Linked DNA regions of Sus scrofa: regions 1, 2, 4 and 5 are each linked to region 3. The links are chromatin contacts, called in public Hi-C, HiChIP or PLAC-seq and promoter capture Hi-C maps. All regions are on one chromosome and are shown on one strand. Each heading gives the region's core, a stretch centred on a gene start, on an enhancer-like site or on the middle of the called end of the contact. The rest is flanking DNA. Distances are from core to core; before and after follow the strand shown. Region 1 overlaps AUH (methylglutaconyl-CoA hydratase, mitochondrial). Region 2 has its middle 190 kb from the start of NFIL3. Region 3 holds the start of NFIL3 (nuclear factor interleukin-3-regulated protein). Region 4 has its middle 160 kb from the start of AUH. Region 5 overlaps AUH (methylglutaconyl-CoA hydratase, mitochondrial).

Region 1 (3,964 bases), core at 331-2,830, 200 kb after region 3:
CAAATACTTAGGAAGCTTCTATAAAATTAGTTTCTAGGTGACTTCTGAATTATTCGTTACTTCCATTTTTCCGTCTGAGAAAAAAAGGTTTGTATATATGGAAAAGGCACTGGCTTTATATTTTGAAAGGGAAGCTAATTAATTAAGCATTATGCGTAGTAGTATTTGTATTTTCCTGTTTCTTCAGTGTTCTAAGCCTTGTCGCCCAAAGTGTAATCTGTGGACTAGCAGTTCAGGCAGCCTCTGAGAGCAGCTTAGACGTGCGGAGTCCCCAGGCCATTCCAGATCCCTGAACCTGCATCTCCATTTTAACAACGGGTTTGGGGATTTGTGTGTGCATAGGGAAGTTTGACCAGCACCTTCCTTGTCTGATAAAAGTGAATGGCTAAGATTCTTATTGAGAGGAGCACTCTGTTAAAAAAAAAAAAAGAATTAATAATCTTAAAAATAAAAGACTAGTATGTGTACCATATATACAGATCTCATTTGGAAGAATTCTAGTTGAGATACTTGCCTAAATATCTCAGGTAACTGAAAACCCCTAGATAGGGGAAAATGGCATTTTTCATGTCCAAGTGCGCTTTGCATTCACTTATTAGAGTCCTTTGTTTTGCCTTTTATTTAGAGCCTCTTGTATTTTAATTTTTTAAAAATGCACCTTTTTTTTTTTTTCCTTTTTTTTTTTTTTGCCGAGCTCTCGGCACATGGAAATCCCCCAGGCCAGGGATCAAACCCACTCCAGAGCAGTAACCAGAGCCATGGCAGTGACAATACCAGATCCTTAACCCACTGAACCACCAGGGAACTCCCAAAAGATGCTTTAAAATATGCCATTCAATTCTAATTCACACTCATAAACAATATTTAGGAATTTAAGATGTGATCAAGTAACCACATTCCATCTGAGGGATTGTGGTTTTCTGTAATGTTTTCTTTCTCACGGAGGCCTCCCAGTCCTTTCCTCTGTGCCCTCACATATCCTGAAGGAGGTTTGTGGACTTCTAGCTTTTGTGTGATGTGGAAGCACTGCCTGGAGGACACTTCTTTACTAATGTATCATCATCGTGGTTAGTTAGCAGCGCTCATGGAAGAAAGATACAGATCCACCGCCTGGAACAGATATCTGTCCTCCATGGGGTTTTTCTGTTTATTTTGTTGGTTTTCGTGTGTGTTGTGTTGTGTAGTTTTGTGGTTTTTTTTTTTTTTTTTTTATTAAAGTATAGTTGATTTACAGTGTTATACTAATTTCTGCCATACAGCAAAATGACTTAGTTATACACATATATACATACACTCTTTTTAAAATAATTCCTTTCCATTATGGTTTATCCCAGGAAAGTGGATATATAGTTCCCTGTGCTGTACAGTAGGACCTGTTGTCTGTCCTGAACCCCATGTTAATCAATAGTGTCAGCCTCATTTCCAGCCCAAGTTTCCATCACACCACTGGTGGGTGTGTTCTTGTGTCAAACACTCTAGCTCCTTTTCTTTTTCCTACGTAACTTGCAGGGAGGTTTGCTGAACAACACAAAGCCCTCTGCTGGACACACAGCACCTGCTGCGCCCCAAGTATATACACTGTGCTGTGGAATCTGCATAGCCTGCTGCTGATGCAATAGGTTGTTAGAGTTGCTGTTTAGTTAAGACCTTGTAAGAGCCCTAAAATATGTTTTCCATCCACTGTCTTAAAACCATTGTCACTTCTATGCCATGAATCCAGCAAAGGGAGTTTCTGAATTTTACTGAGATATGCAACATGGTTTGCATAAATAATAACTAAAATATGTTTCTTTAATTTGAATTTTAGGGACCTGTTGCAATAAGAGTGGCAAAATTAGCAATTAATCAAGGGATGGAGGTGAGTACCTTAAGCTTGAGTTCTTTTTTGGAGTAGGTAGTATAGATTTAACTTAAATGAACCATTATTTTTTAATGTTCTAAATGATAGCTCTTTCACAGCTACTGTTACTGAAAGCTACTGAGGTTCTTTTTAGCTACAACAGTGATTTCATTCTGCTTCTAGCTTTTGTTGATTCGGTATCATAATCACAGAATTCAGTAGTTTCACTGATGCCCTGCAGTATATGCTTGTTGTTTTTGCCATTGAGTTAATAGACAGATTTGCTGGCTAGTAGTTCATAGAAAACCAAAAGAAAAGGGCATTCTGTGTATTCTCAGCACCAGTATCTGATTATAAGAAAAATAGACACACATAAACCCTGCAAGGGGCTGTGGGGTCACCCTGGAGAGATGGCTCCAAAGGAGTGGAGGCCCCAGGCCAGGGGAGAAGTAGGCAGGGCCAAGGAGCAGTGCAGGTACCTGTTTACATTGGGCTTTTCATTACAGCAGTTGTTTGTTGGATAAATTATGGGAATTTTGAAGAAAACTACCTCTTCCTTGCAGACCCAGAGGCCACTATATCTTCCTTGTCTTGAGAGCAGTTGAAAGTGATTGAATTTGTTAGCAATAAATCCCTTGCTAATAGCAAAAACCTTACATGAGGGTGTATATATATACATCTTATGTGTGTGTGTATATCTATATCTATATATCTTATGTACTTTGTAAAGACTTCACCTACATTAAGTCATTTGAGCCTCCTAGTAACCCAATTTGGTAGCTACTATAATGAGCCCCTTGTTTGGGTATACCTCTCTGAGGCAAGAGAGGTTAAATAACCTGGGTAACCAGGTTACACAGCTCCCACGTGGTAGCATCAGAATTTGAACCCAGGCAGCCTGGTTCTAGAGCTTCTCAAGCTGGTCATACGTCTGACTTGCTGTATTACATCAAAGCATTCTGTTCTTTTGGAATAAGGTTATTAAATTTCGGTTTATATTTCTATTACCTATACCATATTACCTATACCATGCTCTTGCTGAAATGAATTATATTTTTATCCTCAGGTTGATTTAGTAACAGGATTAGCCATAGAAGAAGCTTGTTATGCTCAGGTATGTAATACAATCATGGATTCATTGAGGATACCCCTTACCTTCTGTACAAGTGAAGTAATTTCTATGTCACTGAGCAGATTAGACTCATGCCAGTTACGGAATCAGACAAATGAAATTACTTGTTTCTGCTATTTGACCATTACCCGCTCATACAACTGATTCTGTTCCACATTCTAATGACTCTTCTCTATGTAATTTAGAAAACTCCGAGAATAGTTAAGTTAGTACCATTTGTGCTCTAGCTGTCTCTCTAGCTCATGTAGTATTTTGTGGGTATGGTCTGAAACCCTCAGTCCAGTGTCGAGAGGTGGGAAGAAGGCAGCACTGAGCGTGTGCCTCCAGGAAACACCAGTGTTTGAGACTCACTGGCTTTTCCTGACATTCTGAGCTTTTCTTTCTACCTACTGAAAGTTCACTAATTCAATTCTGTGTATAGGTTTCTTTTTTTGTACACAACATGACAGGGTTTTTTATAGAGGAACAGATCTTTCTTCCTACCTCTGTTCTTCCTGTCCTATTTTTAATGAAAGAAATAATGTTGTTTTAGGGCATCTAAAGTAGCAAAGGAATTATGTTCTCCCTTTCCTGAGAATTAGAAACTGTGTCAGCTTATATTTAAGCATAGCAGGATCATGAATTAGGAGCAATAGCTGGAGTGTTCCTCTGTGCCTGGTCTGTTTATATAAATTACCACCTGTCATTGATGAGCACATGCCATGAATGAACTAAATTACAAACCTCTTACAGATCTGAAGAAAAATTTTAAAAGCATATTTGGCCACACCTTATCAAATGTAAAAGACCGGGAATCAAATTAAGTATTCTTTCAGACCACAGTGGAATTAAACCAGAAGTCAATAGGAGAAATAGGTGGAAAATCCCACCTGTTGATGATGAGATGTAATCTTTTTAATAAGGTTAAACAGCTTACTTCGAAATAGCATGTTTCAAAGAGAAGGTCTCAAGAGGAATTAAGATATATTTTGAACTAAATCAGCGTGAAAATA
Region 2 (4,531 bases), core at 415-2,914, 190 kb before region 3:
TGAGCGCCCCTCCCCCCACGATCCCACCTCCTGGTGTGCACACCTCTGTGTGATCCCCTCTCTCTGAGGGTGGCCAGGACCTCAGGCTCACTTCAGCTGATGAAATCTGGCCAAGATGGTGGGATGTCACTCTGTGAGGATGGTACCTGCGGAAGAATCTGGTGCTTGCAGACTTGCTCTAGTCCCTTGCTCCCCGGCTGGCTTTGAGGAGTGAGCGTCCATGAATCCTACAACAGCAAGGAAGTAAAGCCTGCCAACAGCCCAAGGAAGCTTCCCCAATCAAGCATTTGATGAGAACTTGTCCCAGGTCGACATCTTGACTATAGCTGGTGACTCTAGGCAAGGGCTCAGTTCAGAGCACCTGGACTCTGGGCCCAGAGAAAACTGTGATAAAATAAGTGTGTGCTGTCTTAAGCTGCCATGTAGTTAGCCGGTAGTTGCAAGGTAGCATTAGAAAATGACTACACTCCTACAGTATAGCACAGGGAACTATATCCTATCTCTTGGGATAGAACATGATGGAAGATAATATGAGAAGAAGAATGTACATGTATATATGTGACTGGGTCACTTTGCTGTACAGCAGAAATTGACACAACGTTGTAAATCAATTATACTTTAATAAAAAATTAAAAAAAAATAAAATGAAAGGAGACATAGAAAAGCAGGTAGCAGGAAGGAGTGGAATGACGTAGGCAGGAACAAAGGAACAGCAGTGAAAAAGAGATATTTGACTTTGATGTGGGTGGTGAGGAGAAGGCAGTGAAAATGTGTAATAGGAATTTAAAATAAGAGGTACTTGGGAGAAAATAGAGTTTTAAAGGATCCAGGAAAGTCAAAAGAAAAAAAAAAAAAGAAAAGAAAACTAATACATAACTTACAGATTCTTCCTAGAAGTCTCTTCTCTGGCTAATGCCTAAGTTGGCTGGAATGTTCCAACCAATTCCACTGAGTTTGTGTTTCTCCAGATAAGAGGTATGAGAATGTTTATATTAACTCTCTCCCAGCTTAAAAGTGGTTCTAAAACATATAGCATTTCTACTTTTTTTGCTTGCATTCTATGTGCTCTCAAAGTCAGAACACAAGCCGAGAGCTTGAAGAGGGAGAGGCTGGCTCTTGCCAGCGAGGGCCTGGCACACGGCACGCTCAGTGCATATTTGTTGAGTAACTAAGCAAATGAACAAACGTTTATCAGCATATTCTTTTTATTGTTACCTCATTCTCTGTCTCAGTCTCTGTTGTAAGTATTTTGTCTACGTCATCTCCCTGAATCATTCAAATAGCCTTGTTAAACAAGTGGTGTCACCTTCATTTTACAAGTGGGGAAGCTGATGCTGATGCCCTGGAGAGTTTAATTGCTGCCCAAGGTTGGACAGAGATTGAGTGGCAGTGCTGGGGGCAGGTCTTCTCTACTAAAAACATATTTTAAAACACACACACACACACACACACACATATGCACACATACATCTATCATCTATCTATTCTCTATCAGTCTATCTACCATCTATCTGTATACCACCTATCCGTCTAAAATTTTAGTAAAATGACTGAGATTCTCTTTATACTGATTGCTTCCCTCTGCAGGAATTTCAGTTTGTGAAGCTAAGCGAGACCTGAGGTCTCTTTGCCTTTCTGGCTTCTTCTGTCAGATGCGCTTCCCTCTATGGACTGTAGGTGGCGCTTGAGTTCTTGTCAACTGTCTGGTTTTCCTCTACTCCTTACAAATGCCTGTATTTACTCCTGGCATCTTTGGCTCTTTGGAGAGCTTATTTTCTCACTATTAATACAGATGGGTGGTCTCATTACGGCCGATTCTTCATCTGTGAATTATTTAGTGTGAAGAGAAGTGCTTGCCCATACTTAATTTCTAATAGCGATTTAGAAACCTCTGTGCCAACCCCTAGGGAAATAGGAAAAGCTGAAAGCCTTTTTTTTTTTTTTTTTCTTTCTTTCTTTCTCTCTCTCTCTTATAACAAATCTGCTATTTTCCCAGTAAATGAAGGTAACTGGGATGGGATTTCGCACTTGAGAAGTACTTACTCTGTGACTTTAAATGACTTACCTTGCCTCATTAGTTTCATAACATCCTTAGGAGGGAGGTACTTTTATTATGCCTCTCACAAAGAAGAGAAAACGGATCCAGAGAGCAAAACATTCTGAAAAAGGGAAGGATTGGGGGTTGATTTAACACCCGAGGCTGCTCCCACCTGGGTGCTAGACAGGCCTTGTCTCCGACACAAGCACTGGAAGGAAAGAAGGGGGACAGAGACGCCCCTAGGGTAACTTTTGTTGTTACGGCTTATTTCCTTTGTATGGTCAACAAGAGGAAAACACACGGCAGCAGATGTGAGCTCAAAGCTCGTTTTGGACAGTGCAGTCTAAGGAACTGTGCGGCCCCCTGGCATAGATGTTCATATCTGTTGTCTCATCCCCCCTGATGTGGAAGAAAGGTGGGCAGGGATTAGTAGTGGGTGCTTGCACCCTTGGGGAACTAGGTGGTGAAGGAGAAGGGTATGAAGAGGCAGGTGGCGGAAGGTGTCATGGGGGTCCCTGCCATTTTAAGTCATTTCTATGCCATTGCAAAGAACTAACCCTATTAAGAGTTCCCATTGTGGCTCAGTGGTAACAAACCCGACTAGTATCCATAGGACACGGGTTTGATCCCTGGCCCTGCTCAGTGGGTTAAGGATCCAGCATTGCCATGAGCTGTGGTGTAGGTGGTAGATCTGAGGTTGCTGTGAATGTGGCGGTGGCCGGCAGGTGAAATTCCTATTCAGCCCGTAGGCTGGGAACTTCCATATGCCACAGGTGTAGCCCTAAACAAACAAACAGAAAAACAAAACAAAACAAAAAACTAACCCTATAGATAAATTGGTATCCGACTTAAGCCAATAGGAATTGAAATGTAAGTTTCTGTAGTTTATACCAAGTCTAGGCAAAACAGATCTGAAGTCTGGTTTCTGTAAGGCTTCATGGCTAGGGGCTCTATAGTAGGAGAAAAAAGCCAAAGACAGGCCTTTCCTACAAAGCTAAAGAGAGAGGGACTGCCTGTCCTAATTCATCCAATTTGGTAAGTTGTTTGGGCTGCCGGGAAAGCTAAAGCCGGCCACTCCCTCTTTTGGCCTCACATGACTACAATTAGTCAGTTCTAGGACATTTAGAAATTTACCAGGAGATGAAGTCTCTTTTTCATTAAATCCATATGCTTGCCAGAGTGAACAGAGGTCCTAGGAAAATCATGAGACAAACACTAGGAATCGAATTATACTGATTTTAGTTGTAATACAACCATGAGTTCTCATCTGGATTGGGGCAGAAGACCTTTATGATTAACTTGCTAGGTGTGAAGGGAAAGGCCTCTGACCACAAAATCTTCATCAAGCATCTGGGCCTGATGTGTTGCCCTCAGATTTCTAAACACTCTCATGTGAGGCCATGCGTTACTTGGCACTTAGGTACTAAAGAGCCCACACAAATGTACGTACACGAATAACTGGGTACTTTGCTGTACAGCAGAAATCGACAGACCATTGTACATCAACTATAACCAAAAAAAAACAAAAAAAAAAAAAGAGAGGAGTTCCTGTCGTGGCCCAGTGGTTAACGAATCCGACTAGGAACCCTGGGGTTGTGGGTTTGATCCCTGGCCTTGCTCAGTGGGTTAAGGATCCAGTGTTGCTGCGAGCTGTGGTGTAGGTCACAGACGCGGCTCGGATCCCGCGTTGCTGTGGCTCTGGCGTAGGCCGGTGGCTACAGCTCCAATTGGACCCCTAGCCTGGGAACCTCCATATGCCGCGGGAGCTGCTCAAAAAATGGCAAAAAGACAAAAAAAGAAAAAAGAAAAAAAAAAAAGAAAAAGAAAAGAGTCTACATGACCTTGTGGAGTTAGCATTAAACAATCCCCCCACCCTGCCTCCTTTTTTTAGCTGAATGACTTACCCAGGAAGTAACCTCCCAGATTCGATCACTGATGGACTTCTGACCAGTTCTTTTCCAGACCTGATGGCTTTGCACTCCTTCCTCAGAGAACCTTCCCAGATGTGTTTGTCTCATTAATACTTGATGGGTTACCCACACCCCGCTTCTTATCTAGCATATTGAAGGGAAGAACTGTGTTATCAGCATTTAGTTCCTATTTAGAAAGTTCTCAATCAATAAGGATGGATTAAAATTCAACATGGGTTTAATAATACAGCCCAAAGGGTAAACAGACCTCATTTCCTTCTATTCCTTTGGCTCAAGTGATCTTTCCTATACGCTTATTAGGGCATAAGACGAAGTGACTTATTGAAACTCATGAGTGGAACCGTGGAAATAGAGTTGAATATTTGAAACCCTGTACTCCACAGCTTTTCTGGAAGACCTATAGAGTTTTTCTCATTATTCACCAAGTATTTTGTAGGTGTAGGAGTTCCCGTCGTGGCTCAGCAGTAACGAACCCAACTGGTATCCATGAGGATGCGGGTTTGACCCTGGCCTCAATCAGTGGGTTAAGGATCTGGCGTTGCCATGAGCTGTGGTGTATGTA
Region 3 (4,581 bases), core at 889-3,388:
ATTGCAGTCCTTGCTTTCTTCTCCTTCATCCCCCTTCTCCCCCAGCATTGAGAGGGAGAGAGGGGAAGGAGGTTTTGACCTTCTTCCTTCAATCAAATCCCTCTTCATCCTTCTCCTTGCAGGAACCTGGTCACAGCCCTACTGTACAACCAGGCCCATGTTGATGTCTCCCTGGAATTTGTTTCCAGTGCTTTAGGTTTTATGCTCCATTTCCTCTGGTTAATCTGCCAGTGCTTGTCTATTCTGTAAATGTTCTAGGATATAATATTGGACATAGCACCTCTTGAGTCATGGGGACAGATCGTTCGTTCATTGCACTGTGTAGTGGTTTCCTAATCACCAGGAGGAGCTAAAGAGTTATTTTCTAAGCTGGTATCACAGATATCTTTTACACTTCATCTGATTTCCAAGTAAGATGGTGATTAAAAATGATGCAATAATATGATACAAGCACAATCCAGAATACCCTCAAGTAATTAGAGGCGTGTCAGGCTTCAAAATTCAGCATAAAAAACAGATTCCAGGTTCAGAGAGTTTCTCCGCTATTACCAACTGAGGTGACTTCAAGCCTGTTACCTACCTTTCTTGAATTTCAAGTTCTTTTTCTATAAAACTATTTTCCATAAAACTATTTTCTGCCTGTTCTATGACAGCTTTGGATTCTGTGAAATTATTTAAAAAAAAAAAACAGAACAATGTGGGAGAATATGTTGTAGATGTGCTCTGGGGGGCTCTGGATTTCTATGAATTAGCTCCATTTCTAACCCTGTAAAGGTAACTGACATGCATATGGTTTTCATTTCATCTAAAAGTGGTTTTTCAAAGCTATAATGGGCATTGTGAGGACTGAGGATGAGGAGGAAATGTATTATTGCAAGTGAGAAAAGTGGAGAATATAAACCAAAATCAGGATTCATTTTCATCAATGGAGTCAGTTCTTTGGAATAAATATCTAATACAGGTGACTGACTCAGAAGCCACACACAGATGTGCTTCTTGAATTGGTGAGCACTTGGAAAGGTGCATTTGGGGAAGATGCTAAAACCCATATTGCAGGTCTATATTGTCAGAGCCTTGTTGGTAAATCTACACCTTACCAGGTGAATCGTGAACATGTGTGTGTTCTGAACAGCAGCATTGTCCTTGGAGAATAGTTTGAAACGTGAAGCTTTCCAAAACCTAATATGTGATAAGAATGTTTAAGCATCCATTTGGGGGTACTTACAATTCCTCAGTAAGAGACTGAGGAAGATAGAAGAGACAAACTTAGCAAGCAGATTTTCTATTGATGATAGACCTCGGTGAGGGTAGCTGGGAGAAAGGAAGGTGTTCACTCTATATTTTGGTGTTTAGTTCAACTTTTTTAAAGAATATTTTATCATAAGAAAAAGAAGTGGAAAGTCATGCAAGGCATTCAGCCCAGCTTCCACACAGTCCAAGCAGAGCAGGAGGTCTTTCCGCACCTGCCACATTCCCTATTTGGGCAATCTGTGCGTCACTATCAAGAATATGGCTCCCTTCGTAAAAGGCAGGCGCTGCCGCTTTTATCGATTTATCTATCTATCAGGAAATGCGCCGTGTGTGTGCCACGTGCCTTTACAGTCTTTAGCTCAATGACCTGACTCGCCGGGAGGTGCCCTTTCCCCCATTTCTTTACGTCTGTTACGTAGCCCGGGAATTTGGGAAGAAGACAATTGCATCCAATTAGAGGCAGAAATGACCGACTTGCTTCTACTTCAAGATCAAGAGACTCTGAACCTCTGTCTCAAGCGCCAGCAGCAAACACCAGCGAGCGTACAGGATGGGCGCACCCGGCCCGCGGACCCGCACTCCGGGCGGCCACTCTCGGCATGGCCGGGGGAGGGGGCAGATGGACCTTGGCCAGCTTCGTTTCCCAGTCGTGTTACGCAACAACTTTGCAGCCGTCATCTTCGCCCTAATTGTGTAGGGGGCGGTGTTCGTGCGTTGCGCTTTCTCCCCCCACCCCACCCCCCGCGCTCCCGGCCGTCGCGCTCCCAAGGGAGACGCGCGGGGCATTGTAATCGCTGCCAACGCAGCACCGCGGGGCTCGGAACCGCCACCCGCCTCCCTCCCCTCTGCGGCCGGCCCTGAGTTCTGGCCGCTCGCCTGCGCTCACCCTCGGCCTCCTCTCTCGCCCACCCCCAGGAGGAGGGGTCCTCTCGGCGTTTAGAGAGGGGAAGGCGGAGGTCCCTGCCACGCCCGGGTCGAGGCAGCCTCCAGCCCTCCGCCTGGTACTCGGTCGGCAACAGGTAGCCTGGCTCGCTGAGCGCTCGGGGAAACAAAACGCGCCTCTGCGAGTGAGCGAGGGTCGCTGGGCTTAGGTACCTCGGTGACCGAGAGGGTGAAGGCAACGGTGAGGGGAGAGGGACGGCAAGGTAGGGGGTCTCGGGCCCCTCCTCAGGCTTGCCCCGGTCGAGGTGGCCACGCTGGCCGTTGTGCAGCCCTGAAGCGGGGCGCGAGGCGCTGGGCGCGGGTCCTCCAGGCGCTCGGGCGGTGGCAGTAGCCGCGGCCGGGAAGGGACGCGGGCTGCTTGCTGGTGGCGCTGCCGGGAGGGGGCGCGGGCGGGGGCGGGGCCTGTGAGAGCCCGCCCCCGCCGGCTGCGGCCATTGGCGGTGGGCTGGGGGCGGGTGCGGGCACAGCGATTGGGGCCGCGGCCGCCCGTCACGGCTAGGCTGGCGGGCGGCGACGTAGCGCCGCGCTCGGAACTGACCTACTAACACACATCTCCCGGCGCGGCCACGGCGCCCGCGGACCCGGCGCGCCGCCCGCCTCCCGCGCCGCGCCCTCGCCGCTCCTGCCGTCCCGGAGGCCTGGCCGGACCCGGATCCCTGAGCGCCTCCAGCTCGGCTCCCGACTCCCTGCTCTTTCTCCCTGTCGCCCCGGCTCGCCGGCCCGAGAGCAGGAACACGGTAAGCGCTCCGCCCACCGCCTGCCCGGGCCCGGTGCCCCGTTCCCCGCCCGCTCCTGGGGCGCGCGGCCGGCGGGCACTGGGCGCGGACCGGGCTGCGCGCGGGGCCGGGCTGTGCGCGGGACTGGCCGGCGGCTGCGAGTGTGCGCGGGGCATTCATTACATAAACTTTTGCTGCCTTGTCAGGAGGGGACTCGCCACCTTAAGGTGGCTGCTTTGATTGCAGCGCCCTCGCGCCGGCACGTAGTCCGAGCTGGCTTGCGCTCCCCCCGCCACTGTTGCATAATGTCTCCTGATTTCAGGAAAATTGATGTTTTGGTAGAGAAGAGCGCCGGGGAGACTGAGCCATCTCCTGGGGAAGGGCAGCGCTCTTTCCTTTCTCGTGCCTTCTGCGGGGCTGGCGGCGGAGGAGAGGAGGGGGGCTGACTAATGGGCAATAGTCTTGATTTTCTCGTTGAGAAAGAGCATTGGTAGCGTGAACGGTGACGGCATTCGGAGAATGCCTGCGCTGCGTTTGTTTGTGTCCGGGGCTGAGTCTGCACAGACGTTTTCCACCCTGTTTGTCGTCAGCGTGTTTTACCAGCGCTCGGGGAGGTTGTGGGATTTGTCCTTGCATACATTGCATAATCTGCCCACCGTGAAATACTGGCAAGGATTACGGGCTGATGTGGGAATGTGCGCGTACGTGTGCAATGATTTGGTAATTTTAGCGCAGCATTGGATATCAGATCTTTATTTACCTGTATACTACGTTCCCAATTAAAAAGATGTATTTTTAAACACTCCTACAAAACGTGAAAGGAAGAATTCCTCTGGTTGTATTCTGATCTTGGATACTGCCCGGGCTCGTCCCTTGGGTGTTCTAAGCTATTATTTTTAAATCTGAGACGAACCATTGTGACGTTCACCTCCCCACCTTCCTAATGTTAATTCATTCCTTTCGATCAGCCCTTTTTCTTACCTTAATTGTCATTGCTTTTTCAGACACGGCAAGACAGATCACATAATAGTTTCCTGGAAATGTTGCATTATGTAACTGACGAATTTGCTGGCAGTGAGCATAGGAAGAGGGAGCTAATTACGTGATTTTAAAATCTTGCTACAAAGAAAGTAGGACAATCTCAGCCTTTAAAATGTCACTGTAACAGTTTTATTTTTTTTAAGGATATTTTAAACCGGAAAGTAGACAACTGGGTAAGCATTGAGTATGCTCAGACTGCCGAATGTGTCTTTTGCTCTAAATGAAATGTGTGTTATTCTAAATTTAGCCCCAACTATCACATTTTAACAATTGTGGCCTCACAGCGCTATTTCTGGTGTTTTCTCCAGGGCTGTGTGCAAATATAAGTTCAAGGCCATTTGCTGTAGTTTTAACTCCACGCCTTCCGAGACCTTTGATAAGATTGTATTTTTAGGACGGCATTTCGCAGAGCCCAGTGATTTGCTGGATGCTGACTCTCATTTATCTTTTTAAAGGACACTTTAGGAAAGTGCTGTTCCCTGAGAACAGCAAGGGATGGCCGAGTGTCATCTTCTGGTCTTGGCTTTTGTAAATAACAACAGCGAATGAGGTCACGGTATTTATTTCAGATCGGATTTTTTTCCCTCCAGACCAGATATGATTTATGGGAAGCAGATATAGGTTAGTAGAT
Region 4 (4,217 bases), core at 1,687-4,186, 220 kb after region 3:
TTTTATTGACTTTAGAATGATACTTTAGTTCTTTTTTAATGATTTCTCTTTATTAATTTTCTTTGGTGAGACATTTCCTCATATTTTTCTTTCATTCTTTGTGCATATTTGAAAATAGCTCACCTAAAATCTTTTCTAATAAGTTCCAAGTCTTGCTTTTTCAGAGACAGTTCCTGCTGGTTGTTTCTTTTCCTTTTATTGGTCACACTTTCTTGTTTCTTTGCATGTTATAATATTTTGTTGAATAATAGACCTTTAAAATAATAAATATGCAACTTTGAAAATCATATCCCTGCATCCCCTCCCCAGGATAGTTTTTATTTATTTATTGACTTGCCTGAAATAATTATGTATTTTTCCCTCTCTTCTTTTTTTTTACGGCTGCACCCATGGCATATGGAAGTTCCCAGGCTAGGGGTTGAATCGGAGCTGCATCTGCAACCTACGCCACAGTTTGCAGCAATGCCAGATCCTTACCCCCCTGAGCCAGGCCAGGGCTCGAACCTGCATCCTCGCTGAGACTATATCGGTTCCTTAACCCACTGAGCCACAGTGGGAACTCCTCTGTATTTGCTGTTGCATGTGGCACTGAAACCTCTACTTGGTTAGTTAAGTGGTCATCTAATAGTTGTACTGGTATTTAAATTCTTTGTACCAATAAGTCTCTAGCTCTTGCCAAATGGCTCTGCGTGCATGTTGGGACATATCATCAATGCTTTGTCAGGCAATTGGCAACCTTTCTTTAGTCTGTACTTCCTGTTTGTGCAGAGACTCAAGGTCAACAAGTGGTGATAATTGGGTCTTTCTCAGGTCTTTCCTGAGTGTGCACATAGCCCTGCAAATGCACATTGCCTTCTAAATTCCTAGAGGTATGTCAGAGCTTGTCATAATCCCCTGTGGACATCTCATTCCCAATTTTCTCTTTTTCAGTGTTTTGGTCAGCTTCTTGTTTACACCAACTGGAATCATTGCCTCAGGAAATTTGGATGCTAGGCAATTGTCAACTGTTTTTTTTTTTTTTCCTGCAAATACCCTGTGGAAAAATATGCTCATGATGACGGCGTTCTAAGTCAGGTCAGATAAAGGCAAGCCCTGTGAATGGGGTTTTCCCCGCTAATTGATTCTCTAAGGAACTACCAGACAGGTCTGATAATGACAAATTTCTAGGAATAGGGCCACAGGGAGGCCACAGACATGGTGGTAGTCGGGTCATGACTACCTTGGCTTTGAGGTTGTTGGCTTTCAAGCTGTACAGGAGTTTGGAAAGGAGGCTGACTATATGGCCATTAAAAAAGCCACGGAGCTTGATGTTCTTACTGAGATTCAGTCATTGTTCTTGAATAAGTGCTCCTTGGATTATTGCAAGCTTTTGGCTGCATTCCAGGGTTCTGTATATGCTGATTTTGACCATTATTGCTTATACAAAGGAGCAGATTTTTGGAGCTTTTTCACCTCATCATTCCCACTGGTTTTACTCACCTAGCTGATTTTAATGCAGCTCTGCCTATCATTTACCTTATTCATAAATAAGGTATTCAGAGTAGATTTCTGACTTTGGGTACATCAGAACTGATGTCTATTAAATAAACTAATGTTAATTGAATCACAGTAAGAGAACAGTATAATATATTAATCATTAAGTATTGATATTAATATTATTAATATATTATTATTATTACAGGACAAAATAATTGCAATCAAAATGTAAAATGTATTTGCAGTCAAAAAGATAGGGTTTACTGCTGTGTTATCTTTCAAATATTGCCCTGAAGAGGAACCCCGGGAACAGAAATTTCCTGCTCCAGCTGAGGCTGCACCTGCGTGGTCATGAGATTGGCTTGGTCTGTGGAGAATTTCAGGGGTTAAACTGAGCGCCATAGCCATAGTTCAAAGCAAATCAATCCATAAATGCTGAGTTCCCAAAGTAAAAATCAAAAGTTAATTATCAAAATCCTAGCCTTTATAAATGCTTTTATGTTGTAGAAGAAGTACAAATTTTTCTTCCCTGGTGTTAAATTCATGTCCCATTGTTGGACATGAAGACTATGACGACAAAACAGTTTATTAACTTTAACTTGTCAGATCTTTGGGCAGGATTTCAAATATAGTAAGAGTCAGCTCGTGATGGAAGATGAAAAAAGAGAAAAAAGTAAAATGAAAATAATCAGAATGAAGTTTGATGATTGATTATTTCCAATATAGCTTAAGGGACCAGATAGATTCTAGTTGGTTACCAGAATGTCTCATTGGCCCTGTTACATTTCAGAGGAAGTTTTCAGGGAAGGTGTTGTTGAGAACAATGGGTAGATATTCCAGAGTCCTCCCCCCCCACTGGCAATGGCAACGCTCAGAGCTCAAACACAGTGGCCATTGTTGCGAACATGGCTAATCACCGATACGCTCCACTGGAGTCTGTGTTGATATTACCAAAAACAGTTTATGCTACACAGACTCTTTATTCATGTAACAATTACAGCCTATTTGTCTTGGGTATTTCGCAACTGTTCTTGTTGGATAACACTGGCAAGCTTAAGTAATAGTTTCTTGCTAACATTATTGCTCAAGAACATCAAACATGATGCATTGAGTTTTCGTGTGTGATGCGTCTGTCTTTGGCTTCGGGCGTCTTTGACCTTTTCCTTTTTTTATGTATCAAATAATCTGATGGTGGGGTTCTGCCTATTGTTTCTAACACAAATGCCAGGAACCACTTGAGCAAACTTTTTGATTTCAGTTTTAATGGGTAGTTTTGACGATGATCAAGCGTAACACGTCCCAGCCAGCCACAACGCTGTGCCAGAAACCAGGGACTTCAAAGAGTCTTCTTTGTAGAACTCCAAAGGAACTGAAATTTCTGTTTCTCCATATCGTCCAACTTAATTGTTGGCAAAAAGGGACTGTTGGCAGGAAGCACACATCACGTGGTTCCAGTTCTGCTTCAGCAAAGGGCAATAGGAGGCAAGAACCCTGCCCTGCATCATGCAGCCGTGGGCTCTGATCCCCTGACACGTGCTTCAAAACACATTATGCAATAGGACTGATTAATGACTGCTTGCATAAGAGGTTTTTCATTTCCCCAAATGCAAGCATCCTGGGAATGATTAACTTTGTGACATAACTCTCATCACACAACTATGGAAGATTGAAACAGAGCTTCAAGATAATGTGCTTCAGAAATAACCAAATGCATTTTAGCTTCTTAATGGGTACATGATTAACAGCTTTTTTATTGCCACTGGGTAAAATAGAGAAACCTACTTGGGATTTTTGTTCAGAGCGGGAATTTCATGAGATGGGCTCATGCATGAACACTCTGCTATTGCATTTTAATTTTACCTTTGCATATTCTAATTTGATGTGAAAAATCTCAGATCTATTTTGCGATGACCCATCTTGTGAGCTAAAGATTGAACATATGTTACTTTTATTAAACATTTTTGGGTCAAAGAGCTCTGCCTCTCACATCCCCAAGCATGTTAGAGAGTTCCCATGATGGTTGTTATTGATTGCCTGCAACTGAAAAGGTTTGCATTTTATTCAAGATTTTCAAATCTTAGTTGAGGATGGTCTGAGATGCTTGGTGTGTTAGGGCTCTTCGGGGTGGGTGGCAGGAAATCAACCAAAGCGGTTTGGGCACAAGGGAGTTTCGTGACTCTCAGTGTGGAACTCTGACAGGACAGGGGAGCAGCATTCACAGGGCCCCCAGGAACCAGGGGCCCAGGGCTGTAGGGACAACACTCCATTTCTCATAACATGTTCTCTGCCATGTGGCTTCATCCTCTGAGCCTGATCCTAGGGCCTGGCTTCATCTGATGGCAGATCCCAGCTGCCTGCCTCAGCACCAGGGAGGATAGGAAACTTCACTCAGTTCTAAGTCAAAAGAAAGAAAGAAAGAAAAGAAAAGAAAGAAAGGAATGAAGGAAGGAAGGAAGGAAGGAAGGAAGGAAGGAAGGAAGGAAGGAAGAAAGAAAGAAAGAAAGAAAGAAAGAAAGGAAGGAAGAAAAAGAAATGAGTTCCCGACATGGCGCAGTGGAAACAATCCAGCTAGGAACGATGAGGTTGAGGGTTCAATCCCTGGCCTTGCTCAGTGGGTTAAGGATCCAGCTGTGCCATGCGCTGAGATGAGGCTTGGATCTGGCGTTGCTGTGGCTGTGGTGTAGGCCGGCAGCTACAGCTCTGATTCAACCCCTTGCCCGGGAACCTCCATATGCCGCAGA
Region 5 (4,339 bases), core at 1,575-4,074, 140 kb after region 3:
GTTCTCAGACTTGGAATTTTTTGATTTAATAGTACATTTTAGGTGTCTCTCCTTCTTGTCTTACAACTTTAGTGTAAAAAAAAAAGCAAAAAAAACCCCTGTGGTATTTCATACCACCATAAAGTGTTTTCTTGGCCTTTCCTCTGAATCCTATCCTACATCCAGAATCCTATAAAGGAAGTATTTTGACATATTGATAGTGTTGAATTTTTTGATACTTGAATTAGATTTTCTGTTATTGAAAGAGTCTAGCTTTCTTGGAATGAACTACTCTGGTAATAATATAGTAACCTTTCATGCTTAGTGATATTTCTGGATTCTATATATCTATATTGGAATGGTATTTTGCATCCAATTTTATAGAAGAGATTAGTTTGAAGTTTTCCTTCATATGTTGTCTTGTAAGATTTTGGTAGCAGTTAAATAGAAGCATCTTAAAAATGACCTGGAAGCTTTATTATCTGCTGTCTGGGATACTTGAAATAATACTGGGGTTAAATAACACCCTTGAAATTTTGTATTAATTTTACTTTTGTGTCCTGATGCATTTTGTCATTTTAAAATTCGCTTTTAATAATTGACACTTCTTGGGCACTATAGTTACCTAGATTTTCAAATGTATGGGTATAGACCTGTATATCATGTTTTCTTATAATTCTTTTTATTTCTTTTCATTCTTGGGTGTTTCTCTTTATTAAAACCTTAATTCATATTTTTGTTTTCTTCTCTTTCTCCCTACTTGCTTTTCCACAGAACCAGCTCTTAGGTTTATGGTGGGTTTGTTTTGTTTTTTCCCCCTTAACTATTTTTCTCTTTTCAAATTTTTGTCCTAATTGCTCTTGTGATAATTAATTCTACTTTTTCTTTGTCTCAGTGTTTTCATTGCTCTTTTTTAAAAATTCAGATATTTACTTGGTTTGTCGTCATTCTTTTTTTTTTTTTTCTTATTGTCTTTTACAGGGCCAAACCCGTGGCATATGGAGGTTCCCAGGCTAGGGGTCTAATTGGAGCTGTAGCTGCCAGCGTACGCCAGAGCCACAGCAACATGGGATCCAAGCCAGGTCTGTGAACCTAAGCCACAGCTCACAGCAATACCGGATCCTTAACCCACTGAGCGAGGCCAGGGATCAAACCTGCAACCTCATGGTTCGTAGTTGGATTTGTTAACCACTGAGCCACGACAGGAACTCCTGTCTTCATTCTTAATGATGAAAATGTTTGTATTTTAAAGCTAACTTTGGCTGTCTACTGTTCATTTTAATGTAACACTTAGATATTTTCTAGCTTTGCATGTTATTTTTATTTAATTTTAATCTTAGAGTAGGGTTTTAGGGTGTATTTCTGTTTGCTTGGTTTTTTAAGTTTCCAAGTTATTTTTAGTGTGATTTCTAGCTGCATTACTACATGTTCAGATAATGTTTTCTATAGCGCTACTTTTTTGGGAAGTGATTGCAGCTTCATTTTATATAACAGTTGTATTGGCCAGTGTTGTTATATGTATTCCACAGCCGTTGAAAAGAAAGCACCCATTTCGTTTGTAGGGTTTAGATACAGTTTACAAAATACATTTTATTTATTATGTTCTTTTCCAGTTTTTGTGTATTTGAGCTGTCAGAGTGAAGAGAGGTAGGTTAAAGTACCCATTGATACTGTATTTCCTGTCAATTTCTTGTTTTACTCTCAAGTTTTCTTGTATACCTGGCCCTTGAACTACCAGGGGTTAGTGGTGCCAACCCCCCAGGCCGTGGGAAATGTGTGTGTAACTTTATAGTTATATGCAGGTTCCATATCTGCAGATTCAGCCAACCAAGGATCACGTAATACTGTAGTACACATTTACTGAAGAAAATCCCCATGTAAGTGGGCTTACACAGTTCAACCTCTATTGTTCAAGGGTTAACTGTATAAACATTTCAATTCCATGTTTTTTTGGTGCCTGGAGATGTCATGTGTCTCATTACGGTTTATACCATTTCATCAGGGTGACATAGCACATACTCCTATTTTCCCATGACATGTTTTTGCCATGAATTCTCTTTGACCTTATTGTGGTATGTTGAACCCTAATTCATTTGAACATCGTTTGCCTGATGTGTCTTACCCAGCCTTTTATTTTCTGCCTTTGAGTTGGTTTGTTATACGTGTTTATGTATCTTGTAGACATATACGGTTTGTAGGAACTTTTCTAAGAGATAATTTTATTCTATTTTTCACATTATTTATTTCAGTAAGAAATCCCATATAAATAAGTTTAATAGGCCCAGTGTCTTTTAGACTTACTTCTTGCTCAGCTCTTCTTGAAGTGAATTGTTTTTGCTTTTTGCCACTATATATTGTGCCAGATTTTGTTTCTATGGTACTGTGCGTAGGTTCAATATTTCCCTATATTTTTGTGTATATTTATAAGATACTTCTTTTTTAAAAGTTTTGTGTTTTATTACTTGCAATTTTTTTTTGGATGTGACATTGGCGAAGTCAGCCAGTTATCTTTATGGAGTTTCTCAGAAATAATCTTGGTCTGCTGGTGTGGTATGGTTGCCTATATTAGGAAATTATTAGGTATTGAAAACAATTTCTTATTTAATTTTACTGATTCTTATTTTTTTCCAAGCTTTGAAAATATTGATAGCATTATGAGAGCTACAATTAACTTACTAGGATACATAAAGAAAATTCACATTTGATACTGGTTCTAGCTATTATTTTTCCTTTGCATAAAAGATTATTTAAAACTTTTAAAAAGCATGAAGGAGTGCTTTAGGGAAGCTATTTTGGTCCTAGTCTCAAAGGACAGATTGCTATTCCTTTCCCACCCTAATGAAAGTAGGTCACTGGCTTTTGACATGTCTCCATGATGTGAGATTTATTTGATGTTCAAGTGCACTGTCTAGAAATAGTGATGCAATGTCAGCAAGGCCACTTTTCATTTCATGAACATAATTTCCAGTGCCCTGGAATTAATTTATTTCTTGACCTGTTAGTGGTTACACTTGGTCATGAGCATTTCAGAGGAAGAGGAAGCGTCTGGAAATGGTCATAGTCACCCTGTTAGATGATAAATTATGAGGTTTCTGTTCAGCTTGAAGATTTGACTTGTTGACGTTGATATCTTATGAAAAGCAAGGGGATATTTTATTAAGCAGACTTTTACCTGACGCCATGGTACAATTTGCATCCTGGCCTGGCATCTGGCTCATGTGGTCGAGAAAACTCACCTAATACATGTATTTTTGAATTCTGTTTTTCTGTGGCCAACTTTAAACTTGATTGGGTTCCCTGCTCCATTCATTAGCCAGAAGCAAATACTTGAAAAACAGGGAGTAACCATAGGACTCTTCTGTAATTATCTGTAGCACCTAATTGTCTGTAGGTCCTAAAATACCTGATATTTTAAATGAGCTACTTCGAAATCAGTTATGCATCAGTTCAGTGTTTTAGAAAGACATTGATAAAATATGTGAACTACCATAAAACTGGTAACCTCATTGCATGTGGACCCTGGAATGGACGGAATCCTCACTCAGGGGCCTTGGGAAAGTGACTTGCCTCTCTGTGCTTTCATCTCCCAATCCATAAAGTGTGATAGTCATCATGAGTATTTTATAATGGTATTATGGGGTGAAAGGAATAAACGGACATGCACTTTAAAGGTATTCTGGTAGGTAATGAGGACTCAATATGTGTAGTGGTTTAGTTTCTCATCATCAGTATCCTGCCTAAGCTGTTTGTGTTTATAAAGAAAGGTCTTTTTTTCTCTCGCTCCTTTTGCCCCTTCCTTGCTTAGCAGATTGTCCCTCTATTCTGTGTGGTTAGGGGTACCTGCTCCTCTTCAATTCTGCCAGAAGGGCAAGTCTTGGGCATAGCGTCATTTGCCTTGCTCAGGAAGTGTATTCCAATGGGGTTTTCCACATAGCCTAGCTTAATTGAACAGCAGCTTTTCCAAACTGTAGAATTAAAGCGTAAAGCTTGGTAAGGCAGTTTTGTGGATTTGGGCGTATTTTCGGTGCTTCAGTTTCATATATTTGTCTGTTTACTAGATGTTTTTCTTCTCTGCATTATATAAAGTTCATTTTCATCTTATCATTAGTGTTAATTTACATAGGTTTATTTAGTATGGATTTAAGTTATTTATTTATTTCACTTTTTTTTTTTTCTCCTTAGGCCCACACCTATGGCATATGGAAGTTCCCAGGCTAGGGGTCAAATAGGAACTGTAGCTGTCGACCACATCCATAGCAATGCCAGATCCGAGCTGCGCCTGACCTATGCCACAGCTGACGGATCCTTAACCCACTGAGCAAAGCCAGGGATTGAACCCGCGTCCTCATGAATACTAGTT

The links. Promoter capture Hi-C pulls out the DNA fragments that hold promoters and counts their contacts. A called contact is a pair of places that touch in the nucleus more often than the background predicts. HiChIP or PLAC-seq counts read pairs in DNA pulled down with a chosen protein or histone mark.
Region 1: a promoter capture Hi-C map of liver shows a contact between it and region 3, with 7 times the contacts expected there. The contact joins the enhancer-like site here to the promoter of NFIL3 in region 3. A contact is called at or near these places in 3 of 5 promoter capture datasets (fetal liver and liver), 8 of 47 Hi-C or Micro-C datasets (blood, embryonic fibroblasts, fetal liver and 3 more) and 2 of 2 datasets of contacts at active chromatin or transcription factors (alveolar macrophages and skeletal muscle).
Region 2: a contact with region 3 is called in a Hi-C map of embryonic fibroblasts, with 7 times the contacts expected there. The contact joins the enhancer-like site here to the promoter of NFIL3 in region 3. A contact is called at or near these places in 2 of 5 promoter capture datasets (fetal liver and liver), 19 of 47 Hi-C or Micro-C datasets (adipose tissue, alveolar macrophages, blood and 12 more) and 2 of 2 datasets of contacts at active chromatin or transcription factors (alveolar macrophages and skeletal muscle).
Region 4: an H3K27ac HiChIP or PLAC-seq map of alveolar macrophages shows a contact between it and region 3. The contact joins the enhancer-like site here to the promoter of NFIL3 in region 3. A contact is called at or near these places in 3 of 5 promoter capture datasets (fetal liver and liver), 17 of 47 Hi-C or Micro-C datasets (adipocytes, alveolar macrophages, blood and 10 more) and 2 of 2 datasets of contacts at active chromatin or transcription factors (alveolar macrophages and skeletal muscle).
Region 5: a contact with region 3 is called in an H3K27ac HiChIP or PLAC-seq map of skeletal muscle. The contact joins the enhancer-like site here to the promoter of NFIL3 in region 3. A contact is called at or near these places in 1 of 5 promoter capture datasets (liver), 6 of 47 Hi-C or Micro-C datasets (heart right ventricle, liver and skeletal muscle) and 2 of 2 datasets of contacts at active chromatin or transcription factors (alveolar macrophages and skeletal muscle).

Annotation. Positions count from the first base shown.
Region 1 is chr14:2,402,952-2,406,915 of Sscrofa11.1, reverse strand. It overlaps AUH (methylglutaconyl-CoA hydratase, mitochondrial), which reads left to right. Exons shown (of 8, transcript XM_013990241.2): 6 at 1,808-1,858; 7 at 2,907-2,954. Among named protein-coding and RNA genes, the nearest start is that of AUH, 140 kb to the left of the region's middle. Within about 2 kb of position 1,580, at least 14 of the 83 cell types and tissues checked have an H3K27ac peak or open chromatin away from gene starts, as enhancers often do. A contact at or near this core is called in embryonic fibroblasts, fetal liver and liver, where this site is marked.
Region 2 is chr14:2,789,409-2,793,939 of Sscrofa11.1, reverse strand. No RefSeq gene overlaps it. Among named protein-coding and RNA genes, the nearest start is that of NFIL3, 190 kb to the right of the region's middle. Within about 2 kb of position 1,664, at least 13 of the 83 cell types and tissues checked have an H3K27ac peak or open chromatin away from gene starts, as enhancers often do. A contact at or near this core is called in adipose tissue, alveolar macrophages, embryonic fibroblasts and 3 more, where this site is marked.
Region 3 is chr14:2,601,331-2,605,911 of Sscrofa11.1, reverse strand. It overlaps NFIL3 (nuclear factor interleukin-3-regulated protein), which reads left to right and starts at 2,138. Exons shown (of 2, transcript XM_001928870.6): 1 at 2,138-2,270.
Region 4 is chr14:2,384,975-2,389,191 of Sscrofa11.1, reverse strand. No RefSeq gene overlaps it. Among named protein-coding and RNA genes, the nearest start is that of AUH, 160 kb to the left of the region's middle. Within about 2 kb of position 2,936, at least 32 of the 83 cell types and tissues checked have an H3K27ac peak or open chromatin away from gene starts, as enhancers often do. A contact at or near this core is called in alveolar macrophages, fetal liver, liver and 4 more, where this site is marked.
Region 5 is chr14:2,462,271-2,466,609 of Sscrofa11.1, reverse strand. All of the region lies in intron 4 of AUH (methylglutaconyl-CoA hydratase, mitochondrial), which reads left to right. Among named protein-coding and RNA genes, the nearest start is that of AUH, 82 kb to the left of the region's middle. Within about 2 kb of position 2,824, at least 4 of the 83 cell types and tissues checked have an H3K27ac peak or open chromatin away from gene starts, as enhancers often do. A contact at or near this core is called in liver and skeletal muscle, where this site is marked.